Regions from separate parts of the Mus musculus genome. Here regions 2, 3, 4 and 5 are each linked to region 1. The links are chromatin contacts, called in public ChIA-PET, Hi-C and HiChIP or PLAC-seq maps. All regions are on one chromosome and are shown on one strand. Each heading gives the region's core, a stretch centred on a gene start, on an enhancer-like site or on the middle of the called end of the contact. The rest is flanking DNA. Distances are from core to core; before and after follow the strand shown. Region 1 holds the start of Msh6 (mutS homolog 6). Region 2 has its middle 29 kb from the start of Gm31499. Region 3 holds the start of Kcnk12 (potassium channel, subfamily K, member 12). Region 4 has its middle 59 kb from the start of Kcnk12. Region 5 has its middle 3.2 kb from the start of Gm4832.

The links. Hi-C and Micro-C count contacts between places; a contact is called where the count stands out from the background. ChIA-PET counts read pairs in DNA pulled down with a chosen protein or histone mark. HiChIP or PLAC-seq counts read pairs in DNA pulled down with a chosen protein or histone mark.
Region 2: a contact with region 1 is called in a Hi-C map of B cells, with 10 read pairs. The contact joins the enhancer-like site here to the promoter of Msh6 in region 1. A contact is called at or near these places in 1 of 484 Hi-C or Micro-C datasets (B cells), 3 of 115 datasets of contacts at active chromatin or transcription factors (bone marrow-derived macrophages, embryonic stem cells and pancreatic cancer cells) and 1 of 9 other capture datasets (adipose tissue).
Region 3: an H3K27ac HiChIP or PLAC-seq map of embryonic stem cells shows a contact between it and region 1, with 11 read pairs. The contact joins the promoter of Kcnk12 here to the promoter of Msh6 in region 1. A contact is called at or near these places in 5 of 39 promoter capture datasets (embryonic stem cells, neural stem cells, stem cell-derived epiblast-like cells and 1 more), 4 of 484 Hi-C or Micro-C datasets (LSK cells, embryonic stem cells, granulocyte-monocyte progenitors and 1 more), 13 of 115 datasets of contacts at active chromatin or transcription factors (embryonic forebrain, embryonic midbrain, embryonic stem cells and 3 more) and 1 of 9 other capture datasets (adipose tissue).
Region 4: a contact with region 1 is called in an HNF4G HiChIP or PLAC-seq map of pancreatic cancer cells. The contact joins the enhancer-like site here to the promoter of Msh6 in region 1. A contact is called at or near these places in 1 of 39 promoter capture datasets (frontonasal cranial neural crest), 1 of 484 Hi-C or Micro-C datasets (embryonic stem cells), 17 of 115 datasets of contacts at active chromatin or transcription factors (embryonic forebrain, embryonic stem cells, forebrain and 3 more) and 1 of 9 other capture datasets (embryonic stem cells).
Region 5: a contact with region 1 is called in an RNA polymerase II ChIA-PET map of memory CD8 T cells, with 8 read pairs. The contact joins the enhancer-like site here to the promoter of Msh6 in region 1. A contact is called at or near these places in 7 of 39 promoter capture datasets (the C10 cell line, the HPC-7 cell line, liver and 2 more), 9 of 484 Hi-C or Micro-C datasets (B cells, Th1 cells, Th2 cells and 4 more), 6 of 115 datasets of contacts at active chromatin or transcription factors (the 230-238 cell line, CD8 T cells, bone marrow-derived macrophages and 3 more) and 1 of 9 other capture datasets (liver).

The regions. Positions count from the first base shown.
Region 1 is chr17:87,973,648-87,976,347 of GRCm38.p6, forward strand. Msh6 (mutS homolog 6) reads left to right here and starts at 1,403. Exons shown (of 10, transcript NM_010830.2): 1 at 1,403-1,758. The coding sequence starts at 1,502.
Region 2 is chr17:88,189,651-88,192,350 of GRCm38.p6, forward strand. No RefSeq gene overlaps it. Among named protein-coding and RNA genes, the nearest start is that of Gm31499, 29 kb to the left of the region's middle. Within about 2 kb of position 1,306, at least 70 of the 459 cell types and tissues checked have an H3K27ac peak or open chromatin away from gene starts, as enhancers often do. A contact at or near this core is called in B cells and bone marrow-derived macrophages, where this site is marked.
Region 3 is chr17:87,796,658-87,799,357 of GRCm38.p6, forward strand. Kcnk12 (potassium channel, subfamily K, member 12) reads right to left here and starts at 1,337. Exons shown (of 2, transcript NM_199251.1): 1 at 407-1,337. The coding sequence starts at 797.
Region 4 is chr17:87,737,997-87,740,696 of GRCm38.p6, forward strand. No RefSeq gene overlaps it. Among named protein-coding and RNA genes, the nearest start is that of Kcnk12, 59 kb to the right of the region's middle. Within about 2 kb of position 1,410, at least 14 of the 459 cell types and tissues checked have an H3K27ac peak or open chromatin away from gene starts, as enhancers often do. A contact at or near this core is called in pancreatic cancer cells, where this site is marked.
Region 5 is chr17:88,120,965-88,123,664 of GRCm38.p6, forward strand. No RefSeq gene overlaps it. Among named protein-coding and RNA genes, the nearest start is that of Gm4832, 3.2 kb to the right of the region's middle. Within about 2 kb of position 1,272, at least 3 of the 459 cell types and tissues checked have an H3K27ac peak or open chromatin away from gene starts, as enhancers often do. A contact at or near this core is called in memory CD8 T cells, where this site is marked.

The DNA of each region.
Region 1 (2,700 bases), core at 153-2,652:
CAAAGCAAATCTTTTTACCCTTTTACCAAAGTGAAGGTATTGCTAGCCAGAGCTAAGTCCATTCTTACTTAGAGCTGAATTAAGTCTCCCAATTTCTCTCTCTCTCCTTCTTGATTTAGTTGTTTTTTTTGTTTTGGTTTTTTTTTTTTTTTTTTTTTTTTGTGACAGGGTTTCTCCGTGTAACAAACCCTGGCAAGTCTTGTAACTGTAGCCAGGGTTGTCCTTGACCTCAGAGATCCACCTGCTTCTGCCTGGAACAATGGGGTTAAAGGCACACACCTTCGCGCTCAGCTCCAATTTCTTGAATTTGAATAGGAGCTCCAATTTTCGAAAACGCCCTGTAATCAACCTGGCAGGAAGACATTCTGAGGAGAAACACTTGGCTCCCTTTGGCTATCAGGCAATTGAAATAATGGACTCCAAAGAATTGGAATTTCTCCAGGAATTTTTTGGTGGGAAGGGGTAAGACAAAGCTTCGAGTTAGTGTAGAGGAAGAACTTGGTTTCTGGAAAGAGATTTCTCAAGTATCTGAAGCTCGTTGAATCCCCATGTAGGACAGTCTGGAGCAGAGATTATGGTGGGTCAGACCACCTCTTACAAGACCATTCTGGTTCCCGTCGCCCGGTTTAAACCAAAACTTCACGTCAGTACCCCCAAAGATGAACTTCCGGGGGGGGGGGGCTGAACTTTATCTTCCTAATGTGGCCCTTTGAAAAAAAAATCTGTTTTTTTGCTATTTTCTCTATTATTCGACTACTGAGGATGAGTGGGAGTTTAGCTCGTTAGGGTTGCTAGGGCCCAAGCGTTGACGCTCAACATTACCTTAGCAATCTCAGTTTCTAAAATATAAAAAATTCTGCACACTTATGCTAAAGGGCTCAGATAAGACTGGACCTTAACTGCCCATCTCATATAGTAAGGCGTAAACTAGTTGAGGCAGTGACGGGCCAAGGAAAGTTTTGTGGGTAGCTGGTTTTGTGGATAGCTGTTCTTGCACTTGGCATTCACAAGTGCCGCTCTGTACAATGCTCTGCGAACGCACCGTACGTGGCAGACAGCAACAACCAATTTCTCAGCTCCTTTCAGTCCAACCGCAGGACCGCCCGCAGGGCCAGGTGTTTCCGCAGCGAGCTCGACGCGGCTTCTCGCAGGGTGCACCCCGCCGTTCCAGCAACCGCGCAAGCCACTTCCGTCTTCTTGGTGCATACTTGCCCGGGTAGCCACCGCGAGCTCCACTGCTTTGCAAAGGCTCAGTCTCAAGGCCCGCCAACCCGAGCTTGGGGGCTGGGCCCGCCCCGCCCCGCCCATCTACGCCAGGGCACGTCGCGGGCGGGGCCCCGCCCACCGCGCAGGCCGACACGCCTTCGGATTGGCCGCTGGGCTACGGATGCTCGGGTAGGACGCGCCTCCTCCCGACTTTCCCGCCAGCGGCGGCCGCGCGGTGGATGCGATCCTTGTAGGCGCTCGGAGCCGTGGCCCGGTCTGCCCGTCAGCCTTCATCATGTCCCGACAAAGCACCTTGTACAGCTTCTTCCCCAAGTCCCCGGCACTCGGCGACACCAAGAAGGCCGCGGCCGAGGCCTCACGCCAAGGTGCCGCTGCCTCTGGAGCCTCCGCTTCCCGCGGCGGGGATGCGGCCTGGAGCGAGGCTGAACCCGGGTCCCGGTCCGCGGCGGTATCCGCCTCGTCGCCGGAGGCAAAGGATCTCAACGGAGGGCTGCGGAGGGCCTCCTCCTCCGCGCAGGCCGTGCCTCCCAGGTAGCCGGCTCGGTCGGGGCTGCGGCGGCGCGCGGGTCTCCCGGAAGGAGGGGGAGGCTGCTCCGTGCCAGGCGGCGGGAGGAGGGGCGGCCTGCCGGCCCGGGAGAAGCGGGGCCGGTGCCCGGGACTCTCGGGGGACGCTGCGAGCAAGCGAGCGCACTCCCACTGTGGGGGTGGGGAGGCTCGGGAGGCTCGGGGACGGAGACACCCTCCCCCAAAGTGGCCGGAGCGGGAACGGTGGGTGTCCTGCTGCGATCCGCGGCCTGAGGGGGCGGGGCGGATCGGATCGGGCAGGGAGCTCCTCCGGGTGGCGAGCCTACGGTGGGAGGAAACTCGGGTTGCAGGTGGAAGTTTGTAGATAGTGAAAGCGGCGCTCCGGCTTGGGACGACAGTTTTTTTTAACCCACCTTTTCACAGGAGGGAAGAGTGCGGGAGATTTTTCGCAGTTAGTGGGTCTTCGGAGTATTGGGCAAGCCCTGGGCAAGAAGGTTTACTGGGGGAAACTTGCCTGGAGTTGTACTCGCACTTTGTAAATTTGGCTGTCGTTTGTAGGAACGACTAGAGACATTTATTTTATCTATTTATTTTCATTTTTTTTCGAGACAGAGTTTCTCTGTGTAGCCCTGGCTGTCCTGGAACTCAGACATCCACCTGCCTCTGCTGGGATTAAGAAGTGTGCAGCGACTTATTTAAAATGTAAAGAGTTCTTTCTGGAGTCCAGTACTCTGGAGTTTCAGCTTGGGCACCAGGAAGAGCTGGCGTATGCTCCTGGGGCAGAGAAAATGATTTTGGATCTCTAATTTCTTTCCTTCCCTTTGGCTATAAAGGACACAGTTCAGACACAGGTAAACACAGAGGTGTATTTTGCCTCCGTGTATGTATGTGTGCCCATGTGCATGCACGCTGCCTGAGAGAGGCCAGAGGAGGACCTCAGCCTCTGTA
Region 2 (2,700 bases), core at 56-2,555, 220 kb after region 1:
TCTTTTTTTTAAATTTAATTTCTTTTACTTATTCACTTTACATCCTGCGCACTGTCCCCCTCCCAGTCATTCCCTCCCACAATCCTTCCCTCATCCCTCCCTTCTCCTCCAAACAGGTGGAGTTCCCCCTGGGTGTGCCCCCACCCCCCACTTCATGTCTCTTCGAGGCTAGGTGCTTCTTCTCCCACTGAGACCAGACAAGGCAGCCCAGCTAGTAGAACATATCCCATGTGCAGGCAACAGCTTTTGGAATAGCCCGAGTTCCAGTTATCCAGCAATTGTTGCTTCCTCCTTCTGATGTTTAGAGTCAGAGAGTGCTCACCTGCAGAGACGTCTCGCAGAGACTAGCTAACCCCTCTTAGTGCTAATCACAAGAAATACTCTTGAGGTTCTAGGATGGCATTTCATAGCGGATGCACCCTCAGAGTACAAACAGCTTACTGGGCTCTAGCTTTTTTTGTACAAGAGTCTGTTCTTGCTTTACGTCTGATTGCTCTGGTCAGGTTTCTGGGACCCAAGTGGTTCAGGATGCAGTAGAGGAATCCTGCCTCCCCCTTTAGCTTCTGGTATAGCTAACAACCCTTCAAGTTTCTTGGTTTGCAGGAACACCATTGAATACCATTGCAAGCTCACTTTCTCTCTTGCTTTCTCTCTCTCTCTCTCTCTCTCTCTCTCTCTCTCTCTCTCTCTCTCTCTTCATGTGACCTCTGTTAGCCAGCTTCAGGTCACTGTGACAAATACTCAGGCTAATCAACTTATAAAGAGGTGTGTCTTATTTTGTTCATAGTTCCAAAGTTTTAGTCATGGTCAACTGGCATCGCCTGGGCAGATGAAGGTGAATCTCTATGAGTTCTGAGACAGCAGAGTCTACAAAGTGAGTTTCAGGACAGCCAAAGATGTGTAGAGAGACCCTGTCTCAACAAAAACAAACAGTCCCCCCCAAACCACTCCCTCTGTGGTCAAGAAGTGGAAGACAGGGGAAGAGACTGGAGAGAGAGAGAGAGAGAGAGAGAGAGAGAGAGAGAGAGAGAGAATATTTGTAACACTTTGTTTCAAAACCCTAAGTCCAGGAAGAAGTAAGGAAGGCTTAGAATAGAATAGTGGCTGCTGCTTCCAGCTAGTCCTTCTTCCTTCTTTCCACCTGAGACGTGTCAAGCACTACAAGAGTAGGAGAAGCACCTGGAAAAGAGTTAGGATGCTATGGGGTCATGTGCTCTCCCCCATAGTCACCTCATAGGACCTTAGATACAAACAACGGTTCATGGAAAGAGGAAGTGCGGACTTTGTTTTCTGTGAGATCATAAGACTTGTAGACATTTCCTGTCCAAGGGGGTAGAAAGACAGCTGCGCAGTCTGGAACCTCTGAGAAGGTACAGGCGTGCCCAAAGTAGCATCTGGTGGGGCTGAGGGATGGAGGATGAATAGTACATGTCATAAGACTCAGATGTAGAAAGATGAGAAGTGAGGGCCAGAGCTCTATTTTGTAGTTGAAACCCAAATCCACCTCATCCTTGAAGTTTCTCAAGGCTGGCTGGCTGCTACGGCAACAAATGGAGACTATTCTTACAGCAGACGGACCTTATAAAACTGGTGTGTTTAGTTATTAGAAAATAAAACTGATTTACTTAAACAATTGAAATTACATTTATTTATTTACTTACTTATTTAGTGTGTACACTTGTGCACACAACGTGTGTGTAGTCTTGCCATGGTACACTTACAGAGATCAGAGGACAACTCTGTGGGAGTTGGTTCTCTCTTCCTGTCATGTAGGATCTGAGGATGGAACTGGTGTTGACAGAACAGCAGCAAGAGACCTTACCTGCTGAACCATCTTGCTGGCCTCAAATGGATTTTGGATCTGAGGTTCATTACTGATAACATAAAGAAAATTAGTATCCTGTGTTTGCAAGTTATGACTTATTTGTAGTGGGCATGGGAACTGGAGTTATCTATGAGCAGACGGGTGTGACATCAGCTTTTTCCAGGCTTACAGAAATTATTGCTGAGCTCGCAGAATGGAGCTCCAGGCAGGAAGGGCCAAGTGGGGAAAAGAGTCCAAGACAAAGCCCACTAAAGTTATTTGCTAATGTGTGAGTTATTCTTTGAAAGGAACTTTGGTCTTTTTGAAAGGGGAGGTTCTCAGATGCCTTGAAACTTTAGGCATCTTCAAAGACAGCTCAGATATTGCTAAGGACAAATATATCTGAGTTCTGCTATCGATGTCACCAGATCCTGTTCAAATGGCACAAGGTAAAGATAAGGTGTAAAGTCATCACCAGGAAGGAATGCTTCCATGTGATGGGTCTCAAGGGCATGATACTGTGGTGGCTGAAGTAAGGATGGCCCCCATAGGCGCATATATTCAAATGCTTAGTCATCAGAGAGTGGGAAGGTTTACATGAGGTGTGGCCTGTTGGAGTAAGTGTGGCCTTGTTGGAGGAGGTGTGTCACCAGGGGTTCCAGGCCCACTGTCAGACTCTCACTCTGTTTACAGATCAGGATGTAGCTCTCAGCTACACTCCAGTGCCTGCCTGCACGCCACCATGCTTCCCACCATGATCATGGACTAAACTGTAAGAAGAGGTTCTGATGCTAACCCTGTTCCCCAACTGGTTCTTGATTTGTCAATAAAGAAAGCCGGGGGTGGGTTGGGGCGGGGATTGCTGAGCAGAGGGTACAGGTGGGACTTCCGGGTCC
Region 3 (2,700 bases), core at 87-2,586, 180 kb before region 1:
ATGGATGCAGAAATGGCTTTTATAATCATTCCTGAGGATAGTAAGGGCTGGGTTGGGTAGGAAATAGCAGCCCTTGACATACATTCTCACATACGCTCTTACAGAGGACAATACTAAGGCGCAGAGGCTGAACAAGGAGCCTTCAAAGTGTTTGGCTCTTGATTGACACACAGTCAATGAGTGTTAGCCGATTGGAAAGAGCTAGAGATGGTCCATTCGGGCAAACCCCTCGCTCCGAATGCAGGAAAGAAAAGTAGGAGGACGAGAGAGGACAGAGAGTGAGACAAAAGTAGGAAAATCAATACGGAAAGGAGGATCCCGCGGACGCCAGCCCGGTCCCCGATCCGTGGAAAGGGCAGCGAGTGACAGGCGCGCAGAGGAAAGACGCGCGGGGTGCGCCGCTCACCTATGGTCGACACCACGGTGCCCACGAAGTAGAAGGCTCCAGGGAAGTCCCAGCGCGGGCGCAGCGCGTCGGCGCGGACCCCGGCGGCCAGCGCGGCCTCGTAGTGCCGGAGGAAGGCGCGCAGCTCGGGCTCCGCCACGCCGTGCGCAGCGCTGAAGTTGCGCAGCGTGGCGCCCCAGCGCGCCCGCGCCTCCGCCTCGCCCGGGCTTTCGAGCGCAGAGAACACGGTGGCACCCGCCACCAGGTAGAGGCCGATGAGCGCCGCCAGCAGCACGAAGCGGCCGGTGTCCTCGTTGAGGTGCGAGCGGCGGCAACAGCAGCAGCAGCAGGAGGGGCGCGGCAGGCGGCGGCGGCAGCGGCGGGGCGGGGGCCGGGGGCTGCGGGAGGACATGGTCCGCAGCTCAGCCCCGGGGCTGGGGCGGCGCTCGGAGCCGAGGCCGTGACATCCCCGCCGTAGGAGCAGGAGCGTGAGGATGGTGGCCAGAGGTCAGGGGCCGCAGCGGAGCCCCCCTGCAGTCTTCCCGGAACCGGGACGGCAGGGCGATCCGCCTCCTGCCGGGCGTTCAGGCCGCGCACCGGTCGTCCGGCCCAGCGGACACCGGGGCTGGAGCGCTACTCTCCGCGCCCCGACGCCTTACAGCCTCTCGCGGCTCCTCACTTGCTGCCCTCGGGCTCCTGCCTCCGAAGCTAGGCCAGCGCCCCCGGTGGCTAGAGTCCATGGGGCTCCGGGCCGCATACTCCACTCTGGACAGGCCGCGGGCTGCGAGCAGGGTGAACCGTAGAGTCCGGACGCCTAGGATCGGAGCACGGTGGCAGGGCACAGAGGGAGTCCTCTGGAGCGTTCCATGAGGCTGCTGGGGATCGGTTTCGCCTAGGCGCAGGCTGTGCGAGCAGTCCTGTTCCTCCCCTATAATTGAGCTGGCGGCGTCGGCTTCCGAGCCTCAGAGCCCAGCCTTGTCCTCCGGGGAAGCGCTCCCTTCCTTTCCCTGCTACCGCTGAAGAGCTACCCGACACGGAGAGGCGGAGTCATCCGAGCCCGGGGCGGAGTGTTGGGGAGGGATGAGTGAGGAAGGGAGGAATGGGTGGAGAGTTGGGCTGCTGCGAAGCCTCCAGGTCGTTCTGGCCGCAACAGTGCGTCCCACCAGAGCAGGTGTCCCACTGCCGTTCTGGATGCCAGCTCGCTAAAAAACCTCGTCCTTCTTTCCCCGCGCTTGGGCTCCGAAATGTCTTCCTTTCTCAAGCCACTGGGAAACTTTGTTCAACTTGGTGCTTTGAGGTCTCAGGGACTGGGGGCCCTCGGGAGCCGAACCCGACTTTCGATTCTCGGGCTCTAGCCTGAAATTTAAGTTCCCTTTGCTCACGCTTTTGTTCCTGGGTCCAACCGCAGCTCCAGGACTCCGGCGGAGTCATCTGGGTGAAAAGATACGGTTTGGGAACCGAGGACAGGCAGCCTCTATGAGCTCCGGGCGCGGCGGGAACCAGGGCGTCTGCTCCCCCTCCCGACCGAGCGACCGGCCGGCGTCAGCACCGCGGACAGCGCATCGGTGCCGCAGCCTGCGGGTGGGAGGCTCCAGACAGTGCACCCCCCCCCCCTCCACCGTAGGCGAGGTTGCTCACCCGGCACCGGGGTGTTCCCAAGACCCTCCTTGCATTTCCTTCTATCCCCAGAGTGTCCCCTACCCTACCCCGACGCAGGTGCGGTCGCCAAAACAGCGTGTCGCCAGGGTGCGGACGCTGCGGAATAGAGACAGGAGGAGGAGTCACGCGCAGGTGGGGAACTCTGGGCCACCAGAGCAGGAGGATCACAGGCCGGGTGCTGCTGTGGCTTCTATGCTATCCCAGCTCACCAGTCCTAGGGACGAGAGCCTGGATACACCCCGGGTGCGGTGGAGGGCCAGGAGGGTAGAAGCTCGCTAGGAGGAACAGTGGTGTGCTTTGGAACACCCTAGGAAAGTGTCCTCCACCCTACCTCGGAGAGGAAAGATAGCGGATGATGCCCGCAGCCGCTGGTCCTTCTCTGCCTGGCAGAAACCAGTTTGGCTGGGGTCATAAAGTTGTGTAGTAAGGAACACCCTAGGTATAAACAGATAATCCCACCATATCCCGCTAGCTCTCCCCTCCTTTTTTATTTTTTTGGTCCCCTTCCCTTTTTCATTGGCCTCAGGGAAGATCCTGCTAGTGATATAGATAACGGGGTGGGGTGGAGTGGGGGCGGAGAGTGGTTTCTTAGACAATCCAGGTGACTGAGACCACGCTGGAAAAATCCAGAGCTGCCTCACCTGGGTCCCCTCCCC
Region 4 (2,700 bases), core at 160-2,659, 240 kb before region 1:
CTCTTCTTTGTCCTTTCCACACTGTTGGGCTCTCAGCAGCTATGAGAAGCTCTCAGCAGTTCTCAACTGCTTTGACCTTTTAGGAACACGCCAGGACAACCCTTTCACAGTGTTCAGAAGGCTGAGGACCACGGGAGAGATGATTTCATCTGTCTCCTAAAGCTGAGAACCCTCACATTACTAGCCTTGCTTAGACCACAAGGCTAGCTTTTGCTAAGGGGAAACCTCTTTCTGGGACACTTCCTTACTCCTTAAACCTAGCTTCTTTGCCAGGTGTGGTGGCATTCACCATTACTTTCAGTGGTTGGAGGCAGAGGCAGACAGATGATCTCTGTGAGTTCAAGGCCAGCCTGGACTGGATAGTGAGTTCCAAGACAGCCAGGATTACAAATAAAGACCTTGTCTCAAAAAAGAAAGAAGAAAGAAAGAAAGAAAGAAAGAAAGAAAGAAAGAAAGAAAGAAAGAAGAAAGAGAGCGAGAAAGAAAGAGAGAGAGAGAAAGGAAGGAAGGAAGGAAGGAAGAAAGAAAGAGAGAGAGAAAGAAAGAAATAAATGGAAAACCCCAGCATCTCCCTAATGGAGCTCATTGTCCTTCCTGGCTTAGCCTATTTGTCCTCCAGGGTTCTCAGTTTCCATGTGGTCTCACTTCCAGCCACCTACTTAGCCTGAAACCTGGGGCCTCTTGGACTTACAATTTTTGTTAGGATTGTGTTTATTTGGTGTGTGTGTGTGCACATGTTTGCCGTGACACATTCGTGGAGGTCAGAGGGCAGCTTGCAGGATCCGATTCTTTCTGTCTGCCATGTGGGGTTGAGCTTGAATCTTCAGGCTTGTCACCTGATGTGTCGACTTCCTGAGCTGCCTCACTGATCTTTCTCTCAGACTTCTGCCCACAAGCGGGCACAGTCATGGCTTCTGTCGGCCAAGCCCCCCTCCCTTCCACAGACTTTTCTTCCCTTGACATTCTACAGGATGAGCTGAAACTGCTTTGGCTTACGAAGCCTTTCATGAGGCTGACCCTCAGTCACATCTTCGTTCTGTCACCCCAGACCTGAGGCGCGAACGATATGCTCCTTTCTGGAAAGAGCCTGCCTCTGTTTGTCTTCAGTGCCGCTCCCTCTGCCCGTGAGTAGGCTCCCTGGAGCCTCCTCTTCCTATGGACTCAGTGTGAAAGCTTTCTCTGCAGCATTGGAGTGACCACAAGTTTTCAGTGGTCCCAGCATCCACAAGTGACTGTGGCTACAGACCCTCCCCGCCTGTGCTGACACGCCAGAGCCTGGAGTCCAGGGTCTGCCGCGCTAACTCGTTTTCTCATTCTTTTCCCTCAGCCTCTGATTCAATAACCCCAAACTAGAGAAGCCCTTAACTTCTGCGGCCCAGGACAAACTGGAGGGGGAAGCATCATTAAGTTTTGTAATTATGATAAATCTACAAGTCTCTTGTCCAGCAGCCTGACCTGCTGCATGCTAAGTTCCCTTTTCTTTGGTACTCATTAGGAACACAGATATCTTCATAGAAAGGTGACCAACCACAGAGGAGGCAGGGTGAGCGATTCCACCTAGGCATTCGCCGTTGGACTCCTAAAATGTCATTCAGGAATCACGAGGTCTTAGGACCTGAAAAGCAGCGAAAGGTCACCTGAATCATTCAATGAAGAGATGTATGTTCCACACAGCTGGGCCACAGCTGGAGACCCTCATCAAACACAGAGCTGGTGGGTGACTGAAGCCCAGGTGTGTCCAGAATTTTAGCCTAGCTAATGGTCTTAATTGGACACAAGGCTGTTAGAAGCCAACTTTCCAGAAATGCTACTGGTCAGGGTGCTTTAAGTGGGAGGGAGTGTGACTCCACAGATGGTGAACCAATTGAGCAGCTTTCTCTAGCATTAAAACAAAAGGCAAAAACTGGTATGGAGTCAGTGGTTTGATGAAACTTCTTTTATTTGTTTCTATTTTATGTGTGTGAGTGTTTTGCCTGCATGCCTATTCTTATCATGTGTATGCAGTGCTCAAGGAGACCAGAAGAGGGCGTTGGTCCCTGGAACTGGAGTTACAGCCAATTGTAAGCAACTGGGATTCCAAGAAGCTGGGATCCAATCTTGGCCCTCTGCAACTGCTCTTAACCTCTAATCATGTCTCCATCCCTGATTAAACTTTTTGTTCCATTTTATCATGTAATGTCATGAAAGTCCCTGCTGTAGACAAGGAGAAGGGAGAGGCTGGTACATTTGGTTGGTTGCGGTCAGCAGGGGTAGAGTTTAGGATGCTGGAGAGTTTGTAGACTTTGGCGGGTGGGGCCAGGAGAGGTGGGTGGAGCAAGGGTGGGTGTGGCCATGGATTAGGATGCATGGAAGATGATAAAGGAGGTAGAAACTGGTTAGGAAGTTTAGGGTAAAAAAGACCCCAAAGAAAAGTAACCAGTTTCTTTCTTGGCTAAAAGCAGGAAATGTCAGGCCTACCCTGGCTAGAGCTCAGAGATGCCAGAAATGTTTAAGCTCAAATGTCTCTGGTTCTGGTATGGTCAGAGGCTGGGCAACGGGAGGGTGTGTGTGTGTGTGTGTGTGTGTGTGTAAGTGTGAATGTGTGTGTGTGTTCCTTATCTCGATTTCCCTGAAAAAATACCCACCTCCTGGAAATAATAATGACAATCTAACTGAAAGTTCTAGACACGTGCCATGGGAACTGGGCTGACCAGCTTGCCT
Region 5 (2,700 bases), core at 22-2,521, 150 kb after region 1:
CATTCCAAGACAGCCAGGGCTACACAGAGAAACCCTGTCTCAAAAAACCAAAACCACCACCACCACCAAAACCAAAAAACAAAACAAACCAAAACAAAACCTGGGTCTTACTCTGTAGCCAAGCCTGTCCTGAACTCACTGGAGAAACCCACAAATACGATCCTCTTTCCTTAACCTTACAAGTACTGGGTCTCCTGTGCTTATGTGTGACTTACTATAGCCAGATTCTCTTCCCAGTTTTGAACTGACTCTACTTGCCATGGCTTTCTATGATCCCCCAAACCCCTGACCTTCTTTTGGCTTCAGTCATGGGCTCCCAGGTGTTCCCAGCTATGAAGGCTTTTTTTTGTTTGTTTTTGTTTTTAAAGATTTATTTATTTATCATATGTAAGTACACTGTAGCTGTCTTCAGACACTCCAGAAGAGGGCATCAGATTTCGTTACGGATGGTTGTGAGCCACCATGTGGTTGCTGGGATTTGAACTCGGGACCTTTGGAAGAGCAGTTGGCGCTCTTAACCACTGAGCCATCTTGCCAGCCCCTATGAAGGCTTTTTTGAGACTAGCCACCCTGGTCTGCTGTGTCATCTGGCCTCTGGCTTCCCATCCTTAGCATCCTCAGAGGAAACAGTGTACTCTTGTGTTTTCCCTGATGTGGTGGACTTGCACATCCATCTCAGCTTCTTCTCTACTTCCTGGGGGAGGGTCAAGGACAAAGGCATAGATTTACTACATGAGAGGTCTTTAGAAGGGACAAGAGCCACCATCTACCTTGTGATTTTCATTCAGGGTTAGCTTGGTCATTCACTAAGTCCAATATGATATAGCACCTGGGAACCAGTATGACTGATATGGATTGAATGTGATATAAAGCCATAGGCTCATGCTTTAGTTCTATTTTGGGAAGCTATGGAAATTTTGGATGGTGGGACCTAGCTGGAGGGAATCTGCAGGGGCAGCTGCTTGGGTGGTGTCTTAGTTAGGGTTTTGTTGCTGTGAAAAGATCAAGGCAACTCTTCTAAAGGACGACATTTAACTGGGGCCAGCTTATCGTTTCAGAGGTCTAGTCCATTATCATTGTGTTGGGAAGCATAGCAGTGTGCAGGCAGATATGGTGCTGGAGGAGCCAAGAGTTGTACGTCTCCAATCCATGACCGCCAGAAGACAGTCTTCCACAGGTAACCAGGAGGAGGCACTCCTTCCACACTGGGCAGTGACTCTGAGCATAAGACCTCAAAGCTCACCCTGACAGTGACACACTTCCTCCCACAAGACCACACCTCCTAATAGTGCTCCTTCTTATGGGCCAAGCATTCAGACCACCATAGGTGGAACTCGTGTACTCCTCGAAGCTCTCTGTCTAATACCCTGCTTCCTGGCTCACCACGTTGTAAACTGAACAGCTCCACGTAGTATCTGCCGTAGCTCTGCCATGATGGACTGAACCCTCTAAAACCCCAGGCCAAAATAAACCCTCTCTCTTATTTATTTATTTTTATTTTGTTTGCATTGGTTTTTTGCCTGCATGTCTGTCAGTCTGTCTGTCTTTGTGAGGGTGTTGGATCCCCTGGAACTAGAGTGACAGTTGTGAGTCACCATGTTGTTGCTGGGAGTTGAACCCAGGTCCTCTGGAAGAGAAGCCAGTGGTCTTAACCACTGAGCCATCTCTCCAGTCCCAATACCCCTCTCTTAAGGTGACATGTAGGGCATTTGGCTTCAAGAAAGAGAACATGACATGGGCAATTATGGGGGAGTTTGTAGGCACGGCACGTCTCTCTAGGATTAATGTAATGGAGTCTGTGAAGATTCCATGTGTGTCAATCTGCAAGTGTGATTCAGACTGGGTAGAAATGGCGAAAGCACGGAATCCCAGCCGCCACACCACCAGGGAGCTGGGTAGAAAGGCAACACAGTGGAATCCATGCCTCTCTTCTTCCTGCGGGAAGAAAGATCTCATTTCTTTTCAAAGTTCTCAGCGGCTTGCTTGTTTGATTTGCCTTCTAGGACAAAGCTAGGCTAGTAGTTTCCAACCTGGAAGTTGATCCCCAGAGTAATCCAGAGCAGAGGGGGAGGGGAGTGGGGTTGCAATCCTAACCCCGATAGAAAGAAAGCTCAAGGTTTCCCTTCTCTTTTTGGAAGGGACTATGAGCCTATGGCTCAAGAGCTAAGTGGATCAGGCTGTGCTTGCTGGGGCAGGAGACTGGTGAGAGAGGATTTGGAAGATGGGAAGCTTAGAGGACGTAGGGAGCAGCTGTGGCTTGCAGACTCAGTCTTTCACGGGTATGGCTGACCTCGCTAAAAGCTATTAGGAGCTGTGACTTTGTTTTTACCACCTGTCATTCAACTTTATCCCCCCAACCCTCCCCCCCTGCTGTCAGAACACAGGAGGACCGGATGCTGGTCAAGAACCTGAGTCTGCGGGCAGTTATGGCGGCATCGTAGGCTCAAGGGTTTCTCTCGGCGTCTATCTTTTACTACAGTTCCTATCAGTGCTCTAGAGACACATGCGGGAAACTCTCCCATCATTTCTATGACATTCTCCTGCTTCTACCTACTGTGCTGGGACACAGGCATGCACCACCATGCCTGGTTCTGTGTTTCTGGCATAAAGTCTAGAGCTTCGGGCATGCCGGGCAAGCATTCTATCAGTGAGCAACAAACTCAGCCCTTCAATAGTCTCTTGCTGTCACTTGTCTGCATG